2 separate regions of the Oryctolagus cuniculus genome follow, and region 1 is linked to region 2. Evidence: chromatin contacts called from public Micro-C data. All regions are on one chromosome and are shown on one strand. The core of a region is the stretch at or near the end of the contact, and the rest is flanking DNA. Distances in the headings are between cores, read along the strand shown. Region 1 holds the start of ZNF395 (zinc finger protein 395). Region 2 holds the start of INTS9 (integrator complex subunit 9).

Region 1 (2,859 bases), core at 40-2,539, 540 kb after region 2:
GCCGGCATCCCAACTGGTGACTTAACCCACTGATCCATAGAACCTGCCCCCACAGAGTAGACTTTTTATTCTAACAAGGTCTGTGTTATCATTTATTTTCTTTTAAATTGGCTTTTGGACTTGCATCTAGAAACTTGTCATGAAACATCTGTTCATAGCCATTTTAGTCTAGATTTCTTATAGTTTCACATTTTGAATATAAGTATATGGGCCATTTTGAATGAATTCTTGTATAAGTTATAAGGTGTGTGTCTGTGTTTACTTTTTTCCATGTGGTTTCCAACTGTCCCATCACTAATTGTGGAACAGACATTCCTTTCTCCATTGAGTTGCCTTTGCTCTTTTGACCATCAGTTGACTGCAATTTGGCCTATTTGGGGCTGTCAGTTCATCTCCATTTATCCATCTCTCTGTCTTCTCACTACCATTTCCTTAATTGCTGGTGGTCCAGGTTAACTGTTGGGATCCAAGGATCCAGATGTGCTAGTTCTTCATGGTTGGACTTCTTCAGGAAAAAATGTTATCTGTTCTAGAATTTGAAATGGTTTTCTAGGAATTTGGAGTTTCACTGAATTTCTATGTCAAATTTGAGAGAATTTTCATCTTAATAACATTGAGTCTGCCAGTCCTGAATAATATATATCTGCCTTGATTTATATTTCGTTTGATTTCTTTCAACAGTGCTTCAAGGTTTTCCAAATACATATCTATACTCTGGTTTTAGGCAAAACAATTGTTAACGGTATTGCTTTTTAAATTTTTCATATTCTAGTTTTCAAATTTCAATTCCTCTTAAAGATTATTACTGATCAAATGACTTTGTCTACTGGCCATGTACTTTTTTTTTTTTTCTGACAGGCAGAGTGGACAGTGAGAGGGAGAGACAGAGAGGAAGGTCTTCCTTTTGCCGTTGGTTCACCCTCCAATGGCCGCCACGGTCGGCGCACCGCGCTGATCCGAAGGCAGGAGCCAGGTGCTTCTCCCGGTCTCCCCTGGGGTGCGGGGCCCGAGCACTTGCTGGCCATGTACTTTAATTCATGTTATTTCCATCCATTCCGAACAACGCACGGGGTAGTGGGTGAGATCTCTCTCTGAATCTCCCTCCAGTCAGGGCTTGGAATAGTAACAGTGAATTTCAGGATCACCAGAACTGCCGCAAGGGGGCGCCCGGCCACTGCGCAGACGGCGCTCGGCGCTCCGGCGCTGCGCCCCGCGGCCGCCAGGGGGCGTCCAGCCCGCCCTCTCGGACCCGGGAGGGACGCGCCATCGTTGCGTGGGCGGTTGTTTCCTCTCGCACTACGCGGGCCAGAACTTAGTCGTCCTCGGGACTAGCCCCCGGGGCGGGGGAGATGCCTCTGCCTAGGGAAGCGTGGGAACTGAGCCCACGGCGGGAACCGGAGCTTCGTTCTCCTCAGGACCGAGCCGGGGAGACGCCATCGTGGCTCCGGTGGGCTGGGGCTGAGGGAAAGATGAGGGAAGAGGCGAGGGGAAGGCGAGGCAGAGCGAGAGGCCGGGAAGGCGGGGAGAGGCGAAGCCGCGGTGAGGAAGGCGGCGTAGGGAACGGGGAGCGGAGGCGGGAGGCTGAGGCGCTCCTCGCGCGTCGCCGCCCCCTGGTCTCCCCGCCGGCCGCAGGCTGTCCCGCGGGCTGCCCGGGGAGGGGAGGGAGCAGCGCCGAGAGGCCGCCGCGGGGCCGGGGGCGGGAAGGGACCGGTGTGCGCCCCGTTGCCTGCTCATCCTCGGTACGGCGTGGGGTGCTGAGGCGGCCGTGCGTCCGCGCGCGCCGCTCTGTTGGAAGTGTAAATAAAAGTCTGCGCAAAATGAACTTGATCTGAGTCCAAGGACGACGCGCGGCCCGGCGGGGAAACCTGGCTCCGGCTCCTCGGCGGGGCCAGCTGCGGGCTGTTGCCGGCTGAAGCCTGGTCGACAGTGCACCTGGCGGGGCTCGCTGGCTGCCCCGGTTCTGGGTGGCTCCGTGGGGGTCCGTGGTGACCCCACCCCACCCCCAACACACCGCCCGCTGACGGGCTGTTAGTGATGTCTGAGGTTGGTTTTATTTTTAAAAAACTTACTTGGGGGCCGGCGCTGTGGCTTCGCGGGTAAAGCCGCTGCGGGCAGTGCCGGCATCCTATATGGGCGCCACCGGTTCGAGTCCCGGCTGCTCCACTTCCAATCTAGCTCTCTGCTGTGGCCTGGGAAAGCAGTAGAAGATGGCCCAGGTCCTTGGGCCTCTGCAGCCACATGGGAAAACCAGAGGAAACTCCTGCAGGATCAGAAACGTGGAGTAGCCAAGATTTGATCCCGGGCACTGTGGTACAGGGTGCCACCTTCGGGCTGTGCCATAACGCAGAACCCTGAGGGTGGGTTTTTAAATATTTTTTAAAATGCAGTTGAATACTTCCAAGTTAGTTTTTGGTTTATGTCATGCTGATGGCAAGCATACAGTTTTGCTGTTCAGAAAGTTTAATTGCCAGCATGTTTTTAATGGGGCGTAAGTTCATGTGTGTCTTATAATCATATCAGATGAAATGTGCAACTCTATTTAGCTTTCATATTAAACCACAATGTGAATTGCGTTCCCTCTTGCCCCTGGGCTTTGTGTGAAATAAACTCAGTCAGTGAAAGATCAGCAGACAGTGAACTGTGGGCCCAGATGGTCCAGAGGTCTTTCCATTGCTTTTCTCCACGGATCAGTTATTAAGTTTTGTTATTTTAAAGTTACAAATAAGTAAACAAGCAGATGTCTGGCAAAGCAACAGTGTTGTATAATAAAGTTTTTGCTTCACACTGGGTTTAGATTTGCACAGAGGTTGTGAAGGAAGTGTGTGGACTTCCCTTGCAGCCCTGGCCTGGTTTCCCCGC
Region 2 (2,700 bases), core at 197-2,696:
TCTACCTACTGTTTCGGGGGCGAAGGTGGGTGGAGGACGCCTTTCAAAGTAGCCCCAACAGTGTAACCAAAACACGGTTCCGGAATAAAATATTAAGAAACACTTTTCCTTTCCCACCTATCTCCCGACTTCAGGATGCAAAGATCATCTCCACACCACATCATCTCCACAATTCTCCTTCCCGGAGTTTGGGGTGGAGATTTATACCAGGGGAGGGGACGGGAGGCGGGTGGCGGAATGTGAGCGGGCAATGGGACATAAACGACTTGCTGAGTCCAGCAACCCCGCACCACGTCGCCAGCCCAAACGTCCAGCACCAGGACCTCAACGCACGCTTCTCAGCCCAGGCCCAGGACTAGCTATGACTCTAGCGATCTAACTTCCTATCTATAGACATTTCTTCAAGACGAGCGCAGCACTGAAGTACACGTCACACAGTTTAAAACACAGTTCTACACACCGACACACCTCAAAATCACCTCGTAGTTTCCCAAACTCCAAGCAGGAGACCCCCACCTCCAACCTTCCGCCCATAGTAGAGGAAGAAACCAGGAGAAAAGAGTTGGGGAGCAGTCGACGCCTTTCAATTCCTGTCCCTCGCAAACTGCCCCACCCCACACCCCGTGTCCCGGTCACTCACTCGGAAGCCCCCTGCTTCCTCCCTCCTCTCAATCCGGCCGCTTAGGAGACCCATCCCCAGCGTCCGCTCACTTTCTCCCCAGACCCCTCCCCCCCACACCAAATTTTCTTAAGTGAAGAGAAAGAAGTAAAGAAACAGACTTGAGGTAGTCCGGCTTCAAATCCACTCGACTCACCTCAGAATCCTTGCTGAGTTCTCTCCGCCCGGCACAGCCCCCTCCCCAACGTCCCAGTACGAAGGGCTGAGGTAGGGAGGAGGGAAAGCGGGAGGGGGAGGGGTGTCTTCCGCGTGGGGCGCCCGTCGGGAGGGGACTGGGGAGGGGTTGAGGCCGGCGCAGGAAGAGGAGAAGGGGGAGGGGAGGCCCCTATCTCCCAGTCTCCCCCTCAAAACCTCCCTTGTCTCAATCACATCAGACTGACTGTCTTTGTCTGGCTGACAACCGCCATATTGATATCAACAGCCCCGCTCCCACCTGCTGCAGCCAGGCATCCCTGGGAGTTGTAGTTCTTGCCTCCCCTGAGTAAAAGCACCGAGTTCGGCGTCTGGAGGCCCCAGGGAACTACAGCTCCCGGCAAGTCTCGCGCCCATCCGCCTTCCCACAGGGAGGCGGGGAAAGCGGGGACGAGGCCGTCGGGACTACATATCCCAGAATACCATGGGTCCCAGGCCCATACAGGGGACATGATATCATGCTGGGGTGGAGAGGGAGGATGAATTGGCGGCGGGGATGAATTTGAGCCGACGGAAGGAGGCGTTCGGCTAGTAAAGGGAGGAAAAGGAAAGACGACCACAGTTCCCATGATGCCCAGAAGGAAGACTACATTTCCCATGATGGTCCGGGAAGGGGGCGTGAGGAAGAAAGACTGCAAGTCCCGCGATGCTCTCGGCGGGCCAGAGAAGGAGCTTGAACCGGAAGACACATGCTGGAGTTGAGGAGTCCTGAGACAGATACTGAAAAACCTAAAGTCCATTATGAAACTGGTGAGTCTTCGCTCCTAGGTCGGAGGGCAAAAGTGATGCCGTGCCATTTTGGATATGGGCAAGGAACAGTCACGGTTCTCCGTGGAAAGGGGGGTGGGTGGAGGAGAGCTGCTTTTGTTGTGGAGAAGGTTTGAATTGCCTCTCCTGACCGCTGGCCCCCCTAACCCCCAACATAAAGCTGCCAGGAGGTTTTATTCACTTTGGGAGGCAAGAGGTTGACCGTAATATTCACCTGTGAGCTAAGATTGGGCCCTATGAGCTAGGTTTGGGCTTGCTTCTCAGCTTCCCAATGTTAGGATGGATTAACAACCTCTTTCCATTCAGTTGGCTCTTGATTAGCCCGTCTCCCTACCGTCGTTGGAAGGCTGATCAGATTCGAACAGAGTAGAAAATGTTGGGCAGAACGTAATCACTCATTACGTTTCCTGTTACCAACTACTAACAGCCCTTCGAATCCAAAGAAGAACGAGGTCAGAGCATGATGTAGGAAGATTTGAGTCAAACACTGCCTAGGATCTGGATGGCAGAGAGGAAGTGTCAAGGCATTCCACTCTGAGATTGTAGGGACTGCAAGACCAAAGCTTGATGCAGCTGCCATTCTACCTGGAGAAATCTTTGCATTGCAAAGCTTCAATGCTGGCTCACAGGAAAGCTTCTCAGACCTTTGTTTTGAGCCATTTTATTGTCATTGTGTGCACAGATCCAAAAAGTCAGCTTATTCCAGCTGTTTCAGATTAGTAATAGTGTAATTAGGAGAGAAGAAAAACAGGTGTGAAATGCTGTTTCTCAACACTTTAAAAATCTGTGTTCCTGCAGCCAAATGATTGTCCAGTTTTTCTTTCTGTAATTGTTATATAAAAGCAAACTTTCTTTTTCCCATTTCTGTAATTATTTGAATAGGCTTTCCTGAGCCACACAGCCCACACACTCTCATCTGATAACCCACCAGCTGTTTTCTGTGAGGAAAGTATTAAAAGTAGCTTCAGCTCCCAAACTGTCTCCCTTTCAGGGGTGGGGAACCTTTTTTCTGCCAAGGGCCATTTGGATGTTTAGAACATCATTCTTGGGCCACACAAAAG

What was found. A called contact is a pair of places that touch in the nucleus more often than the background predicts.
Region 1: a contact with region 2 is called in a Micro-C map of ear pinna, with 7 times the contacts expected there. The contact joins the promoter of ZNF395 here to the promoter of INTS9 in region 2. A contact is called at or near these places in 3 of 6 Hi-C or Micro-C datasets (ear pinna, liver and an unstated tissue).

Annotation. Positions count from the first base shown.
Region 1 is chr2:45,748,331-45,751,189 of mOryCun1.1, forward strand. It overlaps ZNF395 (zinc finger protein 395), which reads left to right and starts at 1,290. Exons shown (of 11, transcript XM_051831753.2): 1 at 1,290-1,447.
Region 2 is chr2:45,204,865-45,207,564 of mOryCun1.1, forward strand. INTS9 (integrator complex subunit 9) reads left to right here and starts at 1,447. Exons shown (of 17, transcript XM_008249049.4): 1 at 1,447-1,621. The coding sequence starts at 1,613. It overlaps HMBOX1 (homeobox containing 1), which reads right to left and starts at 1,123. Exons shown (of 11, transcript XR_011386241.1): 1 at 816-1,123.